Linked DNA regions of Mus musculus: all the other regions are linked to region 1. The links are chromatin contacts, called in public Hi-C maps. All regions are on one chromosome and are shown on one strand. Each heading gives the region's core, a stretch centred on a gene start, on an enhancer-like site or on the middle of the called end of the contact. The rest is flanking DNA. Distances are from core to core; before and after follow the strand shown. Region 1 overlaps Slc38a6 (solute carrier family 38, member 6). Region 2 has its middle 17 kb from the start of Gm33929. Region 3 overlaps Mnat1 (menage a trois 1).

Evidence for each region. A called contact is a pair of places that touch in the nucleus more often than the background predicts.
Region 2: a contact with region 1 is called in a Hi-C map of embryonic fibroblasts, with 2.0 times the contacts expected there. The contact joins two enhancer-like sites. A contact is called at or near these places in 1 of 15 datasets of contacts at CTCF or cohesin (the NIH/3T3 cell line), 12 of 484 Hi-C or Micro-C datasets (B cells, the Ba/F3 cell line, the HPC-5 cell line and 7 more), 2 of 115 datasets of contacts at active chromatin or transcription factors (bone marrow-derived dendritic cells and bone marrow-derived macrophages) and 2 of 9 other capture datasets (embryonic stem cells and pancreatic islet).
Region 3: a contact with region 1 is called in a Hi-C map of muscle stem cells, with 1.7 times the contacts expected there. The contact joins two enhancer-like sites. A contact is called at or near these places in 1 of 15 datasets of contacts at CTCF or cohesin (the NIH/3T3 cell line), 2 of 484 Hi-C or Micro-C datasets (muscle stem cells and nephron progenitors) and 3 of 9 other capture datasets (adipose tissue, liver and pancreatic islet).

What each region holds. Positions count from the first base shown.
Region 1 is chr12:73,322,991-73,327,012 of GRCm38.p6, reverse strand. All of the region lies in intron 5 of Slc38a6 (solute carrier family 38, member 6), which reads right to left. Among named protein-coding and RNA genes, the nearest start is that of Slc38a6, 38 kb to the right of the region's middle. Within about 2 kb of position 2,077, at least 95 of the 459 cell types and tissues checked have an H3K27ac peak or open chromatin away from gene starts, as enhancers often do. A contact at or near this core is called in embryonic fibroblasts and muscle stem cells, where this site is marked.
Region 2 is chr12:73,426,665-73,430,686 of GRCm38.p6, reverse strand. No RefSeq gene overlaps it. Among named protein-coding and RNA genes, the nearest start is that of Gm33929, 17 kb to the left of the region's middle. Within about 2 kb of position 2,391, at least 34 of the 459 cell types and tissues checked have an H3K27ac peak or open chromatin away from gene starts, as enhancers often do. A contact at or near this core is called in embryonic fibroblasts, where this site is marked.
Region 3 is chr12:73,239,949-73,243,970 of GRCm38.p6, reverse strand. The region is part of intron 7 of Mnat1 (menage a trois 1); the gene reads right to left. Among named protein-coding and RNA genes, the nearest start is that of Trmt5, 45 kb to the left of the region's middle. Within about 2 kb of position 1,875, at least 62 of the 459 cell types and tissues checked have an H3K27ac peak or open chromatin away from gene starts, as enhancers often do. A contact at or near this core is called in muscle stem cells, where this site is marked.

The sequences.
Region 1 (4,022 bases), core at 828-3,327:
GTCTAAGATACACCTGGACGACAGTTATCAGCCATTACAAATCAGTTAGTTTCACCACATTAGCCGAATAGGTATTCTTTCCCCTTTGTTTTGAATGAAACTATGCTGGAAAGAAAATGAAGAATGCTGTCAACCTAGTCAAGACACAGGAATTGAAAAATCACATGGAAAAGCGATGGTTCCATCAGGAAAGCACTGAGACAGAGACGTCTGGTCAGGCAACAGCAGGTAGAAAAGTCTCACTACTGCCTGAGGTCATGGGAGTCATGAGTTTGGACACAGAGGAGCAAGGCTAGAGAATGAGGACACTGCTCACACTGAGCACAGCAAGCATCTTCCATGCTTGGCTACATTCTAAGTGATAGGAAGTTCTTTGCACACCTTTTTCATACTGACCTGCCAGGAAGCCATGATTTCGCCCACAGAGATTGGGAGTCCTGTGCACACATTTGCTACGTGGGTGCTGGTGCAAACAGTTGGTCTGACTTGAGGGGCTCGCTCTATTACAAGCTAGTTTGCCCTGGGCAGGTGGGGGAAGCCATCAGCCAAAGCCAAGAAAAATAAGAAAACTCTGTCAAAGGGCCCTCTCTAGAATGAAGCCTTTATTTATTTTTATCAGCATTTAAGCAACAAACAGCTTTTGGCTGCTGAGTTCATCAGCTGGGCTCAAAGAAAATAACCATCTCTCTAATGAAGATCAAAGTTTTGCACCACACTGGAGACATCCTGCTTTGTTAATGGAGTCCATTTGGGGCTGTAGCCCGTTTGTTGGAGTAACTGGCTCAAAATTCATGAGCTTCATGCCAGGACTTCATAGTATCTGCTGTCATTATTTAGTTGCATGTCAGTAGAGGCAGAGCTGCAAAGAGAAAGTCTCCTATTTGCATGTATCAGAGATTTAACACATCACTGAAACCTGAAAGAAAAGACAAAAAGCAATCCCCTTCCCCTGTGTCTCTAAGCTTTAGAACTAGCGCTCCCCAAGCAACCTGAGATATTTCTCCGTTTGTCATTAGTTAACCACATAACTTTAAGAAAGAAAAGACTTGACTGAGTTTGGGTCTAAACAATCATTTGTCTAAAAGACAATCAGTCATGTTGTCAGGCACTTAGGAGAACATGCATGAAGCTGGGATGACATTCAGCTATTTTAAAAATAGCACTGGGTTCTCAGCACTCGCGGGGTTGGGGGTGGGGAGCCCAGCAACGCTCAGAGGTTAGTCAGAGGCCTAAACAAACAGAGGCACTATGGTTTGTCTTTCCATGGTTTGTCTTTAGTCATGGATAATAACTACTGTATTCAAGATGGCTCATTAACCTGGTGTTTCCACTAGATTTCTAAATGCATGGAAATTTTAGACCCACTCAAACTGTATCAGTCTCTTTCTTAAGAAGAATCCTTTTTTTTTTCCCTCAAAATCTCTATAAAACAATGTAATTTCCCTAAGTTGTGCAAAACTGGAAAAAATTTCACATGGTGGAAAATGTTACTTCACTGTCCTAAAAGAGCCCTTATTTTACAGTTTGTTAAGACCCTAAACCTAAGCAGGACCAGAGAAGCAGGCCTAGTGGCTAGGCTCTAGAATTCCAGTGACTCGGGGCTGATATCAGAGGATCAAGAAGTTCAAGGCCTGCTTGTCTCTAACAGAAGGGAAAGGAGGGCTAGGGGAAAAGCCTGCTTAGCCTGCATGCAATCCTCAGACACACACACACACACACACACACACACACACACACACACACACACAGAGTCATCTATTTTTAAAATCTTGTTATCAAACGTCAACTGAAATAACTGCTAATGCACTGCTTTTGAAATGATGTTACTACTAAATTTTGTCAAGGCAAATGCCATAGTGCCTCTGTTTGTTTAGGCCTCTGACTTGTGAAAAGGGACTCCTCTCAAATTTCCCATACTTCTAGACTTTTGCAATATTTTCTAGAATTTGGAGATAATACTGTTCAGGTTTTAAAGCAAAACAAAACAAAACAACCAACCAACCACAAAGCTGCAGTGTGCCTGACCAGCAGATGGTGGTGTAGCAGCACTTCCAAGCCCAGCTCCTGAGGGACAGGCCAGACCTGTCCCTGTATCACTACCCTGGGCTCCTCCTTCACAGTCATAAGAAGAGGAAGAACACAATATAAGCTGTCTAACATTTCATCATGGACTGTGGTTGTTTGCTGGGTCTTGTCTGTAAGATGCAGACTCTGAGCTATCTTAGTGCATAGGCAGCTGTGGTTCTCCCACACCTAATAGCCCGAACTGAGGCATTAATCAAGGCTGCTAACGTCTGTGGATTCGGTGCCAGACTTTCCAGTCCGGAAAACTTGGGCCATCCTAGCCATTTCGGGAGGTTCCCGTGAAGCTAGGTTTCTCCTGACAACGTACAGCGAGTCAATGGTTAATCTTCTGTGAGGCCCTAGGAGCTAAGCCATGAAGACTCACATATTATAGAAGTAGAGGAAGTTGGCCCGCTGCTCAGAGCCACTCATGGAAATGTTGTGAGTTGAGCAAGATGTGTGAATTAGGAACATTAAGTGGCTCTGCTTTAGCCGTGGACTTCCAAGAGTGAGTAGGACTTTCCTTGGCGTAACTGAGCTGAGGGGAGGTTTGCTGTTTGATTTCCAGTGACAGTGCCGCCTACGGAATGGTCTACCACAGAAGTTTAATTTCATGTGAAACTGACTATTTTTCAGATGGTGGGAAGAGTGAGTAATGAAACAGCAGGCGCTGTGAGAACAGCTGGCCTTCCCACCACACTACTCGGTCCTCTTAGAAGGTACTTCAGTAAGTTCAAACCCAGCACTCGCATTCTCTTGCCAGCAACAACATTCAACATTAACGCTCTAGGATGGCTCCTTTCTCCCTCTGGCCCAGCAGAAACTTTCTCACAGCAAACGCTAGCTCTGCTGAAGGCAGGGGACACAGAGAGCTACAGCTGGTCCTCGCCTCATTCAGGCTCCAAATCACTGCTGAGAGACCAGATCATTTTCTTATGGCTCTCCATGTTCTAAAGGCCAATAACTCTAAAACCTTAAGAGCCCTAAATGTCATAATTGGCATTTTCACAGGTTATTGGAAGGAAGCCCCTACCACAGTCACTTTGGTAAGTCACACTGGTGCCTGTGGTCAGCGTGAGTGCCTGTTTGTTTATGACTATGGTAAGGGAATAAACCAGGCCTTCACCAAAGACCCACAGAATAAGTAGTCAAATGTAATTTATGAATTTATGATCATTTTGCTCTTGTTTTTCCTTTTAGTGTTAGGGATTAAAACAAGAAGGTGAAGATGTTTAAACATTACATAGCACAGAACAGAAGTTGGGGCCACAGGAGATATGCATGACATATATTTTGTGAAAAGTCTTTAACTTAAAAAGAGAGCGAGAAGCTGGGTGTAATGGCTAACAACATTTGTCAACTTGACAGGATCTAGAACTCCTGGGAGACAAGTTTAACTGTGGCTGAAAGAGCCACCCCAGGACTGTGGACAGTGTCACTCTGTGGGAAGGAGTCCTGGATTAAAGAAAATGGGGACAGAAGGGGAGCACCACTAACCCCTGCTCTCCACTTCCTGACTGTGGGGCACTCTGTCAGCAGCCTTAGGGTACTGACTGTGGGGCACTCTGTCAGCAGCCTTAGGGTACTGAAGCGCTACCTTCCCCTCCAGGATCTTGTCCCCTGGAGCTGTAAGCAGAGATAAAGCCCCTGCTCAGGTACTTGGTTGCAGCATTAGGTAAAGTAACTAATATATTAGGTGTGGTACACTCCTGCAATCCCAGTGGTGAACATCTGCAATCCCAGTGCCCAGGCACCAAGGCAGAAAGACTAAGACTCAGAGGCTAACCTAGACTGCACAGTAACAACCTGTAACACAAAAAGGGAAGGGGGAGAGACTGAAAGAGTTAGGAAGCTTTAAGACATGACACCTAACTAAAAATACAGACTCTGCCCCATTAATGCCTAAAAGAATTGACATGCCATGGCACCTTCCCCAAGAACCACATCAGAATCTACAC
Region 2 (4,022 bases), core at 1,142-3,641, 100 kb before region 1:
ACAAGAAAAACCCAGTTCTTACTTTCTTTCTCTGTCACATTCCACTAAACAATCCTGTGTGTTACCTTTGTTATTTCAGAGAGTCTCATGATGCCTTTAAGGCTGTTTTTGAACTTGTGATTCCCCACTCCTTAGCTTCCAGAATGCTAGGATTATTGTGTGATTCATATATTCATTTTCTTAGGCTGATGTACCAGAATACTGTAGCCTATGGAGCTTCAACAACAGGAGTTTGTTTTCTTCTAGTTCTGTAGGGTCTTAGGCTCCTTCAGCTCAATGTGTGCCGCGCCTCCCTAATAAAGCACCTAAGGGCCTCACAGTCTACTCAAGAAACCATGTCTTCAATATTGGAGATTTTTGTCAAATGTTTGTTTTAAATAATTTTTTTCCTTGCTAGAGCTATCACATGTTCTCAAATGACATTCAGAGGAAAAGTAAACACAGTGGAATTCTCACTAATCCTACTAAATATTTAACGGTGAGTCCTCCACCAGCTCAGGGTCCTCCTCAGTACCTCCGGATATTGGTGGAAAGGCATACCCACCCTTAGAAAGGTGCCAACTTACTCTAACTGCGGACTCTTCCATGTCTGCCCATGCTCAGCTCTTTATAAGTGCTTTGTCCACTCTGTTCACGGACAGTCTCTTTCTGCCCTAAAGAACCATAGTCTGTGGCTGGAGAGATGCCCTCAGAGGTTAAGAGTACTACCTGCTCTTCCAGAGACTCAGGTTCAAATCCCAGCACTCATAAGGCAGCCCTTAACCAACCAAGGGATTTTATGCTCTTTTCTTGTCTCCTCTGGCACCAGCACACATGTGACACACTGACACACATGCAGGCAAAGCATCCATACACATTTAAAAAATTAATAACATTTAAAAATTAAAAAAAGAAAACCTCTATGATCCATCTTGGGCTGATACCCAGAGAGTTCCATGTGTATAGAGACTCATTGACTTATATAGACTTTGTGGCTGGTTTTTTGCGTCTGGTTTTTGTGTGTGATATTTTTATTTATTTGCAAATTTTATAATAAACTTTATAGAAATCAATCTTTAAAAAGCTACAATACAAAGCTATGGTAAAAGATACTTGCTCATTTACCTCTCTCCTCTCTCTCTCTCTCTCTCTCTCTCTCTCTCTCTCTCTCTGTGTGTGTGTGTGTGTGTGTGTATGTCCAAAATAATTATCTATAGTCTCAATACCTGAACTACATATTGTCAATATGCATACCCACTCAAGACTAGTCTTAAGGTATGTAGAGTAACAGGTAAATATTTCTTTTGCAAGACTGCTATGGATATAAGATATCTGAGTCACTCCAAGTCAGCTGGTCAGCAAGCACCACACAGGCCTAGTGTTCAACAATTGCACAAATGCATACAGCCATTGGGAACAATCTATTCCTGGGGGTACTCTACCCAAACTGGACCCCCACAAGATGGCTCCATGTAAACATGAGTCCTGAAGCTCCTCAGAGCATCTACTGACCACACACACACAGGATAGGAAGGAGAGGAGGGAGCATGGACCACTGCCCACAGGGACCCTAGCCTAGACTTAGGGTACTCCACTGGGACCTTACAGCCAGCCCTATTTTGTCTGAGATATCACATGATGACCTCCTTTGAGAAGAGTGCTTTAAGGGGTCAGGATGACAGAGGGATGACTAAGGAGTTTGTGAATCCACATGAGGCTTGCTAGGGAATTGCCATCCATGAGGCAGTAGCCTGGAGCTGATGACAGCACTGTGCCTTTCCAAGAAGTCTGCAAAGGACAGGAGAGTGGTTCTGGAGGTCTAGGGAAGTCTGACCTTGTAGGAACTAAGATCTCTGGTAACCCACAGTCCAATCCCAGTCTCCCTTCCCTCTCTGATCTCCTGCAGGGCTTCCCTCTGGCTGAACCTAGCAAGAGCTCAGCAGGCAGAAGAGTCCAGTCATGCAGTCATAGAGGTCAGCCTTCTAGGACAGGATGGAAGGTAGCCAGTGGAAGGAACTAGGGAGCAGTGGGAGGCTATATCCCCCACCCCCACCCCCAAATAACACATTCTCAAATAAGTATCTGCAATATACTCGCTGCCTTCCGGGCTGTGTGATCACGTGATCAAAGAAAAAAACCCGGCTCCGCACACTATTCCACTTTGTTCCTGGTGCTATGATTATTGGACTTAGAGGCCGCTGTAGACATTAGGTGTTGAGCAAATGGAGCAATTTAGCCATGGTCAGGTCCTTCGGACATCATTAGGCTTCCGCCTCAGCCTCACTCTTACACCAGCAAAGCCCTCAGGAAACCCCGAAGCATCAGCCGCAGCCACTCGGCCTGCTTGCAGTTGATCTTCCACTCCTCCTGCGGGTGGAATGTCAGCGAAGTGGCAGGGAGCCTGCTCACCAAGAGCCTGGTTGATGGCTTTGGAAACCCAGCCCTCTTCTGGAATTTAATAAAAAACCACCCCCTAGATGCAGGGTGGGGGCACTAACTCTTTAAAATGATGCTTTTCTTTAGCGGGGGTTGGAACGGGAGTGGGGGGTGGGAGCGGAGAATTGATGCCAGTAAGAGAAAGAAAAGAATTTGGGTTTTTCAAAGATGGAAGAAAATGTTTTTAATTTACAACTTTGCTAATTTAATTCCCCTCCACCAAATTCTTTGATGGCTATCTGTGCCGAGGGAGCAAACTTCAAATGCTTCAGCGGCAGAGCTGGCCTCGGGTTTTCTTACCAAAGTTTCAGTACACGCTTTTAGGTCTTTCATCAAACTGGTTGATGTGGCTGACATTTTCCGGGCAGTGCCAGGTATATTCCCACGTGCAGCTCCTTCGAGCCACGGCCAGAGGTTCCCGGTACAAAGCAACCTTTGGCATTGAGGACTTTTTTTTTTAATTGTTACCCTGGGACATGGAGTGTTGCTGGCGTCTACTGGGTGGAATCCAGGGGGTTATGGATAAATATTGTACAGTGCTCGGGACACCCCTTCATTGTCAGGCGGCCCCCACTGTCACAGGACTGAGGTTAGCAAAGCTTCCTCACACTGAAATCAGATCCTTTAACTGGTGTCAAAACCTGTACTGCCCAAAGCACTGGCCACTTACCACGTGTGGCTTTAAGTTTTTTATTCCGTTTATTTAGTGTGTATGTGTGTCTGGTTAATTTTCGTGTGTGGTGTTTTTATTTATTTGTAAATTTTATAATAAACTTTATAGAAATAAATCTATAAAAAGCTACAATACAAAGCTATGGTTAAAAGAGACTTGCTCGTTCTCTCTCATATATCCATATGTATTATGTATGTGTGTATGTATCACCAAAATTAAAATTATAAGTTATAAATTATTATATTTAATATTTATAATTAAATTTGCGTGCCCCTTTGGGCATGTGCCCTGACGTACATGTGGAGACTGACGTACAAGTTTTTCAACAGTCAGTCCTTTCCTTCCGAGACGAGGGTCCCTGGGATTAAACTCGGGTCATCGGGCTTGGCAGCAGGTTTCTTTACCAGGCAAGCCATCTCGGAGGCCATGTGTGGCTTTTGATCCCTGTAAATGCAGGTGGTCCAAATTCAAGTGTGTTGTGTCAAATCCTAGCCCAGTTTCTGAGAGTTCATATGAACCATGGAATGTCAGTGTTTTGTTAATAATTTTCTCATGGGTTACATGTTGAGATGATAATATTTTGAACATTGTGGCTTAGATAAGATGTTATTATGATTAACTTTCGTCTTACTAGTTTATTAATATGGCTACTGGGGATCTTAATTCTATGTGGGCCGGTGGTCTTTCTCCATCAATACTAACCTAGTTCAGAGACAGGCAGTTTTTCTGTAAAGGCTGTATCCGGTCTGGCCCACTTCTCTTTGTCTTCACCTTGGTCACCTCTACCTCATGTACTGCCACTTTAAAACATATCCGTCTTTAGAATGGTAAAGTCCTCGAAACCTTTTAAGAATATACACTAACTTTAAAATATAACAACAATTCTTTAAGAGCCGGTAAGACGACCTAGCAGGTAAAAGTGTTTGCTGTGTTT
Region 3 (4,022 bases), core at 626-3,125, 83 kb after region 1:
TGTGTGTGTGTGTGTGTTTGTGTGTTTGGAATAACAGGGACCTGTATTAGTTAGTTTTACACTGCTGTGACAAGACACTATGAGGAAGACGATTTGTACTAGAAAGGGTTTGTTTGGGCCTAAAGTCATCACTAATCCCAGCACTTGGGGGACAGAGGCAGGAGGATTTCTGTAAATTTGGGATTAGAATGAACAACATAGCAATTCCCAGGCCAAATAGAGCTACTTTAAGAAATTTTGTCTTTAAAAACAAAGGACAGGACTTTAATGAAATGTGAGTAAAAGTCTGTTGTTGTGATTTGGTGTTTTGGTTTTTTTTTTTAAGTAATGAGAATCTTAATGTTAGTGGCAAGGGAGAGAAAGTGGGGAGGGTGAAGTAAGCATAGTGCCTGCCTGCTTTTGGAAAGGAAAAAAAATTTTTTTTCCAGCTAAAGGTATTTGTCTTTTAAAAAGCAGTCAAGCGAAAAACAGAAGTGAAAGATTCATTTGAAATTATTAAATGAAGAGCAGTCTCTTTGCTGTGAAAACTTAATATGCTCTATTTAATAAACAGTGTGATGGGGCTGGATAATCTAAAAGATAAAGGCTTACTCAGCATGGTGGCACAATGCCTTAGATTCCCAAACTTGGGGGCAGAAGCTGGTGGATCAATATGAGTTTCAGGCCAGCCTGGTCTACAGAGTAAGGTCCAGGTCAGCCAGGGCTAGATAGTGAGACCCTGTCTCAACAACAGAAACAGTAGTGACCAAACGCCAATCTCCTGATCATCCAAAAGGAACCACCACCTAAAGGCAGCCACTGGGATCTAAGAGCCCCTTTCCTAAATGAAGCTATGATTTAAACACTAAGATAAGCTTACAAAAGTGGAAAGACACCAAATGACTGCAATGGATTATTTCAGACATAAATATGGCCAGGACTGGCTCTAGTCAACAAGTCCAGATCACAGCAATCGCCATAAATTAATGAAAACAGAAGCGGAAGGATAGAACACCACAGAGGTCTTCTCACACAAAAAAATATTTTGTGTCATTGCCTATTTTATTAAAATGGCACATTTATTTTAGGTCAACAACAAGCATAAACAGTGATAACTTATTCAAGGCGGTTCCCCCGTCACAATGTGACAATGAGTACAATTGATGCATCTACTCCACTCATCAATAACTTAACCACTTGAGCCAGAGACTAACTATTTGATCTTCTAAAAGCAGTGAATCATAAAGCAAGATGAAGAAAACAGTCTTGAAGACAGGAAAACTCAAGGCATTTGTACAAAGCAAAAATAAACATGTATGCTGGGGATGGGGGAAGTTTGTAGTTGAATATGAAACCAATGGAAAAGAGAACCGGACAGTGTGAAATTGGGAACAATAAAATTGGTAAGAACTACAAATATTCCAGAAACAGCAAAGTGTTAAACACAAGCCAATGTTCTAGTAACACCCAAGTTCTGTGACAACCGAATATAAAGTGTGAACAGCCTGCTGGGTTCCTCAGCATAAATAATGGGTTCTCGGTTACACGGCAAGACTGACATTGGGTTTGTTACAACTCCACAATCATAACACTTAATACTCATCTAAGATCAACTTTTTAAAAAGCACACACGCGCACGCACCCACACATGCACACACATGCACACACATGCACATTATGATGGATCAAATCCTTGAGTTGCACCCAGTGCTGAGAGTGAGCTTTGGGGGCACGTGTCTCCCAGTCTGCCTATTTTGGTCCAGCCTAGCAGCTGTGGCAAATGTTGGCGGTGCATCAGCAGGACGCAGCAGCTGCATGTGTTCTCTGGCAGCAGACTAAATGCAACGCTTGTCCTGACTGACTGAGAAGGCAGGCCCCAGCAGCTGCACCAGTCATTCAGATGTTTATTGTACTAGCTCACAAAGACGGTGTCTGGTGGTACATTCTAGAGACCGCACAGCTAAGGGAAGCCTCGTCTCTCTGGAAAGGGCATCTGAGAGCCATGCTGACAGTCAAGACAAAGCTTGGCGTCTTCCTTGCCACACCGTTTCCTGAAGCCAGCTACTGAGTCCTGAGGCAGAGGACTTTAAATCTCTAAAGACATCCTCTCAGGCCTGTGTTTAGTGCTTAGACTTCTCTTTCTTGAGCTTTAAAAATTTTTTTTCTTTTTTAAAAAAATCTTGGCCTTTCAAGCATGTCTTCCATATATACCATTCTAAAACATAAAGCTGACTACCCAACATGTCAGCTTTAAGCTCCCCACTCATACAGTGTAATTTTTCAGAGTCTAGTTATAGAAGTAGCAATGGAATTTCTATTTTGATCTAGGACACAGAAAAAAAAGGGAGCAGACAGTATTATTTCATCCAAGAGACTGTGATAGAAAACAAGATTCTTTGTGATCTGATCCTAACTAGTCTGTGATATTCTCTGCTAAGAACCCTGTGCTCTTGTTAGACTAAACTACTTACACTTCTCTCAAAGGCATCACACTCTTTCAAAACTGTTTCCCCCTAACTTCTGAGGTTCTGCACAGCCTTTCTCTGATGAATGGCCCTGTATGCTATTAGCACGCATTCAACCTTAAATGCAGAGCTCCAGTGTCCATTACTATGGTGTCTTGCTTGAGCCACTCCAGCATTATGCTATTCTATATACGTGACACACTCACTCTAGTCTATCAACAGCTGAGATGGGGGAGCCATAGCTGATAAGTCATAATCCTTGCCTACAGCATGTATTTCATGAGGAAGAAGATCTTGGTACTGGGCACTATCCACTATACTTATTAATTTCTCCACAGTTTAAAAAGTTAATTTCCAATCCTCTGTGCCTCAGGAGATTGGAGCGCGTCAACAAAGTGGCTCAGAGAGTGACAGTATTTGCCAGAAAACCTGACAACCTGAGTTATAGCCATAGAACCCACATGATAGACTGGAGGTTCTCAAGGTCTGGGTCACTACCCTTTGGAGGTCGAATGACTCCTTTTTACAAGGATTGATCGCCTAAGACCACTAGAAAACAGAGATATTTACATTACAATTCATAACAGTAGCAAAATTATATGAAGTAGCAACAAGAATAATTTTATGGTGGGGTCAGAGCACGTGACTAAGGGTTCAAGTTGACATGCTTTGCAGCATGCAGCGCACCCTAATATCTAGAAGAGAGATGGTGGAGAGGTGAGGTGACACGCTATGGTAAGTCTGGAGTGCAATGGAATAAAGAAACAAAGCTGGTGACAGACGTGTACTGAGGAAAGCTGACAACCTGTTGGAAACAGTCTAGAAAAAATTAATAATAATAATAATAATAATAATAATAATAAAGAATTGTTCAAAACCATCTTCAAGGAGGGCAACTTCCTAAGCAACTTTCAAAGAACTGATTGGCCTTAGTCTTTATTTCATAGCCAAAAGTAACACCACTTTAATGATCTCTACTTTTTGACCTGGAAAAGTAACTATAGAAATCAGTTTTGATTTAGCAAAACACACTGTATTTTTCTAACCTCTACATGCAAAACTTTGAAGTTTGAAGAAACAAAATGTAGACCTTTTGACATTAGAAGGTCAGGTGTTTGCTTGTTTGGGGTTGAATGTGGGTATTTCCCATCAAAATACTTAGTTGTTTGATTTTTTTTTCAAGTTTCAGATTTTTTGAAATTTCACATTTATTTCAAGATTTAATTATAAATTGACAGAAAAATATGAAATGCTTCCTTATTATTTTCACATTTTAACTTGGAAACATCTGGTGCAATGATTCATACATTTGTTTAGTCCCAGCTTCTTGGCAGAATTGTTGAATCCATGAGATAGAGACCAACCAGGGCAACAATATAATCAGATCTTATCTCAAAAAGGCAAATAAACACAAACAAACAAACAAAAGCATCCAACATTCTAAATTTCTCAGATTTAATATATATTTGAATATTCATTATTACCATTTAAGATAGGCTTAAAGCTACACATGAAAAGGCACAGCTTCCCAGAGCAGGGAAAAGTTTAGAACTCTATCCCACAGCTTGGCTCAGATGC